Linked DNA regions of Hordeum vulgare: region 1 is linked to region 2. A link is a contact called in public Hi-C data. All regions are on one chromosome and are shown on one strand. Each heading gives the region's core, a stretch centred on a gene start, on an enhancer-like site or on the middle of the called end of the contact. The rest is flanking DNA. Distances are from core to core; before and after follow the strand shown. Region 1 has its middle 23 kb from the start of LOC123439997. Region 2 has its middle 85 kb from the start of LOC123439995.

The links. Hi-C and Micro-C count contacts between places; a contact is called where the count stands out from the background.
Region 1: a contact with region 2 is called in a Hi-C map of seedling, with 5 times the contacts expected there. The contact joins two enhancer-like sites. A contact is called at or near these places in 1 of 6 Hi-C or Micro-C datasets (seedling) and 1 of 1 datasets of contacts at active chromatin or transcription factors (embryo).

What each region holds. Positions count from the first base shown.
Region 1 is chr3H:385,995,924-386,001,545 of MorexV3_pseudomolecules_assembly, reverse strand. No RefSeq gene overlaps it. Among protein-coding and RNA genes, the nearest start is that of LOC123439997, 23 kb to the right of the region's middle. Within about 2 kb of position 1,540, at least 3 of the 3 cell types and tissues checked have open chromatin away from gene starts, as enhancers often do. A contact at or near this core is called in seedling, where this site is marked.
Region 2 is chr3H:385,812,511-385,818,496 of MorexV3_pseudomolecules_assembly, reverse strand. It overlaps the pseudogene LOC123443929. Among protein-coding and RNA genes, the nearest start is that of LOC123439995, 85 kb to the right of the region's middle. Within about 2 kb of position 4,591, at least 3 of the 3 cell types and tissues checked have open chromatin away from gene starts, as enhancers often do. A contact at or near this core is called in seedling, where this site is marked.

The sequences.
Region 1 (5,622 bases), core at 291-2,790, 190 kb before region 2:
GCCGAGCTCATACCTACGCGCTTGTCACGAGATCAGATCGCCTCTGCCTCACGCGCTCGTTCCTTTGCTGCCGTTGCCTTCGAAACCCCGCCTCTCCGGTTCCTGTACGGGAGAGGGGCGATTAGGTTTTTGGGGAGCGATCACGCGACTTCTCGCCTTCGCCCGTCTGCTTCGTCCGCGTCTTCCTCGTCATCGCCATGGCTGAACCAAGCGAAGCCGACCGTCTCCTCCTCGAGAAGGTCGAAGCTAAGAAGAAGAGAGCAGAGGATTCTGCCGCCGCCAATGCTCCTGATACGACCAAGTGGTCAATCGGAGGGTATAACCTGTTTATCCCATTCCTGTTTATTTTTACCCTAGTAATACTAGCTATGTGCGCACATGTTACTGTTATATGCGTAGTATTTGCTAGTATGCTCCGTGATGAGTATGTCATGAATTTAGTCAATACCATGTTAGTAATTATTTCATGGACTAATCTATTTGAAAAATTGCATATTTACTAAACACGTTTGTCCCATTTGCATCGCGCGACGTTGAAATTGGCCTAATAAGAGGGTGCTTGGATACGCTTTAGTCTCATGACTAAAAGTAATGAGACTAAAACTTGCTAGCCTCATCCATGCTTGGATCCAAGTACTAAAGAGACTAAAATCAAGTTAATGAGCATTTATTATCCTTCAAACCCTCCAATCCAGAACTTGCATGAGGAGTTAAATGAGAAGAGAGAGGACTAATGCACATTTTAATACGGGTACCCCTGACTAAAAGATTTTAGCCTCAAGACTAATTTTAGTCTCTCTTCACTAAGGGGTGTCTGGAACTTTAGCCTCTTAAAGAGACTAGTTTTAGTTAGACTAGTTTTAGTCTCTTAAATCCAAGCACCCTCTAATTTGCTGAAAACTGGAAAAGCGGGCAGGGGACAGTGCCAGATATGTATGTCACAGACGTGCAGGCAGCACCGGAAACCGAGAGTGTACATTAGAGCATCTTCAACAGTCCGTATGTTCAATCGTTGATATAAGTGTCCACATCAACAATCAACAACACATCATACAAGCTCTTCAATGGAGTGTATGTTAATCGTATGTAAAATAACTAAGCGGGTCCACTAAACATGAAAGAAATAACCATGCTTGCCTTGGAGCTTGTGCGTGAACCGTTGCTTCAAGTTCATACGATTTCATTCTCTTTCTTTTTTTATTATGCGCCATGTCATCAAAATCATCTATGTGGCAATATTACCAACGATGATCATACAATCATTGAAGATGCCCTTAGAGTAGTACTCCCCACCCGCAAGCTGGTAGCCGCAGCATCACCATGTAAACATTGCAGGCACGAACTGCCACCGGAAAGTGGAGAGGAATCCAGCCGAGTGAGCGAGGGAAGCCGACGAATCACGAGTCGTCCTCACTGGCTCCAGCCAGGGCACGTTGCGGGATTCCGTTGCCGCGCCTCACGGGACGGAACAGCGCCTCACCCAAATCATTGGCGTGGTCCGCCTCTCGGCCCCGGCAGCAGCAAGTGTCCTCGTCTCGTCTGGTCCAAACAGCTCCAGGAGGCGCCGCTTTTGGGTTGGCTCCTGCTACAGCATGTGACAGCGTGGGTTGGCTAGGCTGTTGCTGCCATGATGTAGCCACGCAACCACGGCTCACAAAAGTGGTACAGTGCTCACAGTTACCCGTAATAAAAGTATTAGAGCAATTTCAATCGGACGTTTCAAATGAACGCATAATTTTTCTGTTTGAATAGATAGGCGGACGGACACGTCCGTTTTCTATTTAAACTAATAAAAAAGCCCGTGTGTTGCAACGGAAAAAAAATAACACGCATTCTTAATCCAATAAGCACGACTTAAGATCTTAACAGGCCCACATCTTTTAGTTTCAAATGGCATCACATTTATGTTACTGATAGTGACCTGAGTGCTCATACAACGAAAACACATTTGAATGTGGTCAGTCCTAAGGTCTCTCTCTGTCTCTCTCTGTGTGTCAGAAAAATTTAGTACGTTCAGTATGCTCAGTTACAGACGAAGTATACACCAACTCAATGCATATTTAATGAACAAATCAAGAAATAAAAACCTGAAAGAATATTGAGTACATGTATTCCAAATAATTCAAATTTATGTCTTGTGAACTTATATTATTGTATATGTAAAGGTTACATGACGCGAGCGCGTTGATTGTCCATTTAGAGTTTCTTCTCCTTTCTCTTCGTCGATCTAGGATGGGTTCCAGGCCGGCAGTCTGAGATAGCAAGGGTGAACGTCGTTTTTTTCTCGTTTGTTTTCATCCGTAATCGGACCCTGCTCTTCTTCGTGATATTTATGTATCGTACTGATGTAACTCTGATGTAGCTTGTGCCGAGTGTAAGCCAATTCCATATACTCTTTTCTTCAGTACATGTACTTGTAACGATATTTATTCTTGCGAAACGATGAGATGCGCTTCTATCCTTGTCGAGGCCCTCGCGCTAAAATAAGGATAGAATCGCATCTTCGACGTTACAAGTTGGTATCATATGATCTTACTTGATGTTTCAAGTTGCATGGTCTCTCTTCTTCTCAGTGATGCCCACAATTATTTGCATTATGATGAAAATAGTAAAGTATGTTTTATTAATTAATGATGGCATATGCGTAAGAGTATTATTTTTGTCTTGCTGATATATTTGGCTTGTAATTGTAATCCAAGTGAAGTCCTAATTTGGTTGCAAAAATATTAGACAACTTCATAAAAAATAATCAATTTGTACGTATATGGAAGCCAAATGTTCAAGGTTGCGTATGAATATCGATATTAAAAAACCCAGCAAAACAGTTTAAAACAATATGAAAATTCAAAGCTAAGTCATTGGTTTACGTAAAGCTTGTATAAGCAACATTGTACATTTTTTATACATTAGAAACATTTTTTTTACGGGTGACATCACAAACATTATATATATACACGTTTAATACATGTTTGATGATTAACATTTTTGAAAAAAATATCTTTTTTATGTCTACTTTGTTCCATACACATTGTATATTTTTGTATATGTTTTTATTATGCATTGGAAACTTTTTTCTACATTTAAAGTTTTTTAAATACATGATCATTTTTTTTGAAAATAAAAGGAAATTATATTATTATTATCTATACGCGCTGTACATTTTTGTGTATATGGGAACTATTTTGTCTATAAATTTGACACTTCTTTAGTCGATGATTTACATTTTTGCAAGGTTTATCGAAATAAAGCCAAAAGAGAAATAAAAGTAAAACACAGAGAAAGAAGAAAAAAATGTTGTTGGCCGCCCCAGTCGGACGCCAGTACTAAATGAGAAAAGGTGGCAGAAATTGCGAGATGATGGGATCGAACTGCACTCTCCAGAATGGAACTATGAGCACCGGACCAGTCTAGCTGATGATGTTCTTGTGATGAAAGGGGACCGCTCTCTTTTAAATTAAAAGGAAGAACTGAATTAGAGTTAAAAGAACGAATCGGTATGTAACTTATGGGTGGCATTGGTGGGTAATTTCAGTCAACTTCAGGGGCAATTTTAAGGGTTGTTTGGATTATAACTATCTTTGCCATATATTGCCACATCATTTTTGCCACACTTACCTTACTTGAGTTACTCAAATTGTTAGCCACATTCTTGCCTAAGGGAATCTTGCCATACTTCATGTATGTATTACGGGGCGGTTTGGATTGTGACTACATTTGCCATATATTGCCACATTATTTTTGCCACATTTGCCTTACTTGAGTTGCTCAAATTGTTATCCACACTTTGGCTTGCCTAAGGGAATCTTGCCACACTTTTTGTGTCTATAACATGTGGGGTTCACTGCTCATAAAAAAATCTTACCATAGGTGTGGCAAGAACCAAACACCCACCTAACTTGGTCAAACTTGACTAAGGTGAGGTGTGACAAAGTGTGGCAAGGTGTGGCTAGGAACCAAACATCCCCGACATATGTAGTTCACTCCTCATAAAAAATCCTACCATAGGTGTAGCAAGAACCAAACACCCACCTAACTTCGTCAAACTTGACTAAGGTGAGGTGTCGTAAAGTGTGACAAGATGTGGCTAGAAACCAAACAACCCCTTAATGACGGATGATAGAAGCAGTAGCTGCTTTATTGTTAGGGAGGATTGTTTAGCTCGTTCAACGAAAGGCAGATTCAAATTTATTCTTATTAAAAACAAAAGATAAACATGTCACATAGATAAACGTAATATATATTCTTACTATCTTCTCTTCTTCTATTTTACTACTTTTTATCAATAAAAGAAATATATATTTTTAGTCTGTCATATAGTTATGCATAAAATCCCTTATTAAAACAACATGCGGTTATTGAGTCGCAGGAAGGAAACGATTTAAACGTTACCTATGTTTGGAGTCGAACTCCGTATATACTAGTAAGCTTGCACGTGCAATACACGTCTTAAATAGTATAATTTTTTATTTTATTTTAATGATAATATAACGATCTATTAACCATTTGAAATACAAATATTGGCAAATTTCATAATAACTACACCAAATATACTCCTTCCTAAAATTTTAAGTTGTATATACTCTAAGTCTGTTATCACATCAAATATGAACATGATACATTTCTAAACATCTAAAAAGTGCAACAACGCAAATATGTGGTATTGGGTGGTGTACTTTAAGCATCCATCGAAAAATGTTTCCAGTAGAGTACTTCTATCTGGTGCTTGAGTGATAGGATAAGTTTGTCACACACCTGAACAACCAACAGAAATGAAACTAATGATTATAAAACATCATGGCATGGTAACAAAACATGCTAATAGAATTAACCATAGACTAAGTAGTTACCCTTAACAGAACTAATCATTCTAGATGGTTGGCTGGTCTTGGTCTATTGCATTTATAGAATTACTCAGTCCAACCATTCTAGATAATATCTACTGAATTTATGGAATTACTCGGTCCATCTAGGCTGGTCCAAACATATTTGTATAACCAGCCAACCCATTAACAAAACTTCATGCGGACTAAGGGGTTGTTTGGTTCTACACCTAGCAATGCCACACTTCGCCACAAAATGTTACCACACTTGACTAAGATTTAGTTCTTCAAAATAAGAGCCACAAGTTGGCAATCCTAAGGGAATCTTGCCACATTCTTTGAGTGTATGCGATGTGGAATCTTGTCAAAGGTGTGCCTTGAACCAAACATCCACCTAAGTTGGTCAAACTTGCCTTGAGTAATATCTACTACATTTATGAAAAACTTTATTGTTTCTAAAAAGTTACAAGCTTAGTTTGGAAAATAAATGTTCCCTCCATCCCGAAATACTCCACTTATTTTGGGACGGAGAGAGTATCAAATTAGCCTTTAACAGAATGCATATAGATACACGTTTGCACTTAGTTTATCTAGTGATCAGATTAAAAACTTCAATAAACATAACATGGATCCAGTCCAAAAATTCCGGCCATCCGCCCTAGATTCCTTAGATAAAAAGTGCAATCTTTCACCATACTTTCCCTATAGTTGTTCATAACTTAATCTTGGTTTGTAGCTGAAGATTGGTGCTTTATGATTAACCATGGTAGAAGCCTAAGCTGAAAAACAATAATTTCTAGAA
Region 2 (5,986 bases), core at 3,342-5,841:
GGCCATGGTGAGCAAGAGGTTGATGGAGAGGTGCAGCCCGGAGAGGAGACGGCGGCCACGGCAGCGGCCACGGCCCTTGGCGATGGCGGCCCTTGGCCCCGCTTCTTCCTTGGAGATGGTGCTGGTATGGAGGTGGTTCTCCACCCCAAAGGCGGCTGCATGGGAGGAGGAAATCTCGTAGCTCTTGGTGGCCCTCCACAAATCAGGTTTTTCCTCTCCTTATGTGAGTCGGGACAATCATCGTTGGCCCTCCGATGGATGCCCCTTTGATCCAAGGGCTCTTGGGCACCTCTAGAATCTTCCTAGGAACCCCTCTCAGCCCTAATGAGGTCCCTAAGTCATGGCTTGGCCTAATCCATCTAATATGGTAAGAGTTGGACTCAATCACATCACCGATTCCCGTAATCAGATATTTGTCCTCCAGTAAAATGAGCTTTTCCGGAGCGTCCGAACTCCAAATGGGCCAAATTTATCTCTAGAATTATCAGCATAAAATTCCCCACGACGTTCACATCTATTATTTTTCCATTTGACATCATCTTCGAGGCACAAACAAACGATCTCTATAATGTGTAGGGGGACAGATTTCAGGAAAGTCAGAGTCCCACTCCAACAAGGTTTCCTCTTCTATATTTGATAGTTCCTACACATAAAAGTGTAAAACAATAAAATTGTGCACTTTTGCAACTATTAGTAGGTTAGTCCAAATAAATCATAAACATAATATAAAAACAATTTTCAAAAGCATAAAAGTAGCATGAAACCGTCAAAAATTATAGATACGTTTTGGACGTACCAACATCCCCAAGCTTAGTTCCTACTCGTCCTCGAGTAGGTGAAACGATAAAAACAAAATAATTTTTGAGGTGACATGCTACCAACATAATCTTGATCATCATATTTGTAAAAGCATTTGTAAGCTGAGATCATAGCACTCTAAAGATAGGCATGATAGATATAATTCTAACAATGAAACTTAGCAACCATGTTGCAACATGAAAAGTAACACAAACAAAAGATCATGAATAATAATGCACTTGAAAGTTATAAGTTTGTTTAGAGCATAAAAAACATGGCAAAGTGGTATTTTGCTTGTCCTTAAGAGTGGGGCAAAACATAAATGCCAGGACACCTTCGAAGTTGAAGTGATGACTAGATACAAATAATTTGAGAACAAGTAATAACATAATCATGAATCAATCAATAATAAATTTTGGGACTATGCACATTATACTCAGAATGAAAACTATGCTCTCTTAATTGGTGCATAAAGTTACAAGATGAAGACTCAACATAAAAGTAAAAGAAAGGCCCTTCGTAGAGGAAATCAGGGATTACTCATGTGCTAGAGCTTTTAGTGATTTTTGAAATCAATAAAATTGTAAAACAAGTTTTTGTGAGGTGCATAATTCATCAACGAATGCTAGCAGATAGCCCAATACTTCTCATGTTAGACAAGTTTTGAGGAACGGCTCCCAAAGTGGGGACGATCACATCCCCTTAGTCTCCTTTGTTTATCACTATTCTGATTTCTCATGAACAAAGCATGAAGGAGGTGTTGTTTGTTGCTATTATCTTTTATGAGTTGGGCGCACTCATGCCAGTCACTCCTCGTATTAGGGGTTCGTAGATTAGGCATGCAAACCCAAGATAAAGCTTGTCAAGTATGAGAAGATCATGAATTATCTATTATTTCCTCATGAGCTAAAACAAAGGCACAAAAGAGGAATAATTTTGAAAGTTTTAAAGGTAGCACATGAGAAATTTACTTGGAGTGGCGGTTAAATACCACATGTAGGTAGGTATGGTGGACACATTTGGTAAACTTTCTTTTTTGGGGAGTTGGATGCACGAGTAGATCTCATGCTCAGTATAGGTGGAGGCTAGCAAGAGACTGGGAGCGACCAACTAAGAGAGCAATAACGGCCATAATCATGCATAGCAACAAAAGATTATTAATCAAAGTATAAATAATGTGGCACCCCGCCTGATTAGCACTGTAGCCAGACGGTTGCCATGCATACCAGCCCAGGAAATCACTCTGGTATGCGCGTTTACAACGAGTATCATGAACACCGGTATTTTTATTAATAGATGTAAGGATCTTACATGGGATATTACAAGGGTGAAGGTAGCGAAAAAGCTCTATCTAAGGCAGCATGGTCATGGTGTGCCTCCAATCCACAGGGATCTCACTAGGTTACTCCTCTAGCCCGCTAACAGTCCAGCTCCTTGACGACGAACGATGGATCCTTATGTGAACCTGGCCACGTTAAAAGCCGATGAATACTTTTGAAAATACTCGTAAGCAAACCAAACTAATATATACACTAAGCAAAGCGATCTATGACATTCAAGTATGCACTTGTTATTAGAGCAATATTAATTATCATGACCTAGCAATCCTATCTAGCAATATTAATTATCATGTTATAACTGGATTATCCATCAAGATAACTACTAAAGTAGATATGATAAGGTAAAGCATATGAAGTAAATAAATTATACTCGAAATGTTCCCATAATCCAATATGAATCTGATCCAAATCCAATCCGAATCATGTGGTCATCCGACCACTCATCTCATAGCCATCCCATGGCTAACATATAATATCCCTCACATCATCTGATGTCTGCACAAGACGAGTTCTTTCATCATTATTATCACTGATACGGTTGACCACCTAGTGAGGTCTGGACGGGCTGTCCAATGTCGTGGACGCAGCTATTCGAATAGATTTTTCACTCTGCAGAGGTTGCACACTTTACCCACACCATGAAGCACTTGGCCTCGTGATCTCATTCAGGTGGACCAGCGTTGCTTCAACAAAACCTGCCTGACCGGTGACTCTCCCATCGTACCACCAGCATTCATCCTCCCCCGGAGTCCTGCCCCTGGGTGGCCCTGTGTCCTCTTGACACCTGCCACCGTCGTGGCCAAACTAAACTGTCCCAAACGGGGACACCGACACAAAACAATCAACTGGCTCACAAGGTTATCGCCGCCCACCGGGTACCTTCCCTGTCTGGTGGTACCGATAGAAGAGCACGCAATCACACCAATTCATGGTTGTCCCATACCGGCAAATGTGGTTGCACGAATAAGCCCGGACAGGTGACTCTAGATCAACTGACTAGATTTAGCCTTAACCAATATTTAACAAGCATGGTTATTCATCAAATAACTTGAGATGGCAGTAGCTAAGCATGATAAAACATAACCACTTATCTCCATATAATATCACGACAAGTCATTAGTGCAATGCTAAGATGAGTAGTAGCAGGTAATGTAAATGACAATATCGAAATGGGAGGAGTTTAATTATTTATAGCACAAGCATATCATTAATTAAACACAAGAATAACACAGAGCAATGCTTTAGGGAATATACCAGATGGTCGGTTTGCCTGGGGTCGAAGAATACTCCGGGAAGAAGTGCGGAGGGTCCGCGGAAGATCGCCGGAAACCGTTCTCTCTCGGAAGGGGCTGATAGAAGGGCAAGGGCAACGTTGTCATTTTCAGAATGTGAACACATAATGAAAATGATGCCATCATGAAGGGCTCGACGAGACGTGGGCGTTGGTTCCACCTGATCGGAGATACGAGCGAAAAGTTATAGCCGTTTGAAGTCCAGGGACCAATCTTTAAATAAGATATTCACAACCAATCTTTAAATAAGATATTCACAAACAGGACCCTCGGGGCTGACCCGAAAGCGCACTCAGCCGAAATACGTTTTCCGAAAAGAAAAACGTAAACTTAGCCGCGGTAACAGGAAATACGCTTTCTCAAGCGCATTTACCGCAGTGCGCTTCCACTTAAACAGCATTTACCGCAGTGCGCTTCTACTTAAACAACACGGCCCCGAGCCCGGTCGTCAGCCACTGTACCCCCTCGCCGGGTCGCTTACACGCGGTCCTCACCCCACCTTCTATCTCCTCCTCCATGTCTCCTTCCTCCTCACGACATAGAGTGAGGGAGGGTCTTGGCCGTCGGTGCAGGCGGCGTCCGGCGACCCGAGAGGGCCGACCAGCGAGTCGAGGAGGTCGCGCACTCCTCGCCGCACCTGGGGTGGCTGCGGGGCCGGCTGGGACCGCCCACAGCGATGGCTCCACGGGAGGCCGCGACAGCCGGATGCTGCACAGATGAGGGCCCCAGCGGCGAGGTTCCTCCACCGGAGAGGAGCTCGGCGGCGATGGCGCAGGATCCAGAGGGGGTCTAGGGCGCCAAAAGAGAGAAGGAGGGCCAGGAGCAGTGGCTGCCCGAGGGGATCGGCGGCGTCTTACGGTCGTTGGGGAGAAGAGGATCTCCTGGAGCTCGGGGAGGGGTGAGGAGGCGAGAGGATAGGTTGGTGGTTGCGAGGGAGGGCTCAGGCTGAGCTTAAATAGCCGCGGGGAGGGCCTCTAGACATTGGCCGGAGCTTCGGGACGCCGATGATGTGGCCGCGCTCGGGCGGAGCACCTCCCGTCGGCACACCCGGCCAGGGAGCTAGGGGACGAGGCGGAGCAGAGGAGCAGGTGACATGGGCGAGCAAGGGAAGTTAGGCGGTGAGGTGAGGACAACCAGAGGGGACCAGACGGCGACTGTTGCCACAGTTCGCGCTGGCTGCCGACTAAAGTCGTGGTCACCACCGGCACCACGTATCCAAGACACTGGATGGGTCTAGGACCTAGTCAAACATGCTGCTCACTGGTCACAGAGGTGGCTCGTGGGAGTTTGGATGGAAGTGAAGGCAACGAATGACAGATTTGAGCTGACATCCAATCTGAACAGAAGGTGTTTGTGGCAGTTTGTGGCAAATTGGCTAGGAGACATAAGCTGAGTTTTGGCATGAGGTTATAAGATGATAAGGTGAGTCTAAATATGGAGTTTTATTGCAATCCAAGTGCAAATAGCATTGCCTTTGAAATGCACCAACCGGTCCAGAAATAGAGATCAATTTGCTGCGACAAATTGGCTACATGGATTTGTCTCAAATTTGGTGGAGAGTGATTATTTATACATAGGAAGATGCTGGAAAAGTTTCAGATCATTTGAAAGTGTCAAAGTGGTATTTCCTTCACACAGGTTCCAAATGGACAGAAACTTGGGGAAACTGTTGTGGATGCAAGGATAGAAGGATTGAGCTGCTTTTTGGTTTCCATGAGTTATTTATCAATGTTAGTCACCATGAAAAATTGCAGCTCAAATAGATCAAGTGTTCAAGCACTTCCTTTGCACATTGCCCAACTGGATAGAATTTGCAAATTGATGTTGTGCTCAAACTTTGAACTATGGAACTTGGGTTCTTGGTGGAAATGGGGAAGATATGTATATGAGAAGCTCCACAATTTATTTGGGAATTTTCCTAGCTACCAAAATGGTAGTTCCTTTAAAAACTACCCAAAATGCAATATTGGCTTTAAATAGGAAAAGGCAATTTTCCCCATTTAATAATGGCCAATATTTTTGTGGGAGCTCAATATGATCACAAAGAATATCTCTACAAGTTCTCATGAACTTTGGATATGGATATATATTTTCCTAGATTTCATTCCTTTAACTCACAGAAAAAGAAATTAATTATAAATGAAAAATATTGCGAATGACTTGGCAATATTTTTGCATATCCATGGTTTAAAGATGAAGGATGATCACTAGGAAAAGTTTGGGAGTTAGCAAATCAAAGGAAATTGGGGTTCCTTTGTAACTGGAATAATTAGGGTTTCCCTTCACGCAACTCGGAAGGTAGGGTTTCGGCAGCAAAACCCTAAGAAAATATCTTGGGTGGCAAGGTTGGACTGGAGAGAATCTCTGGTTGGTCAGGAAAGGCAAGGCTAGATGACCATCTTCACATAACCAAGAGCTAGAGAAATCCGATAACACCAAGAAAAAAAATGGGAGTCAAATCCCGCAAAGGAAAAAAACAGGAGCGAAAAGAAAAAAAAATGGGAGTCAAATCCCGCAAAGGAAAAAAAACAGGAGCGAAAACCAGGGTGTTACAAA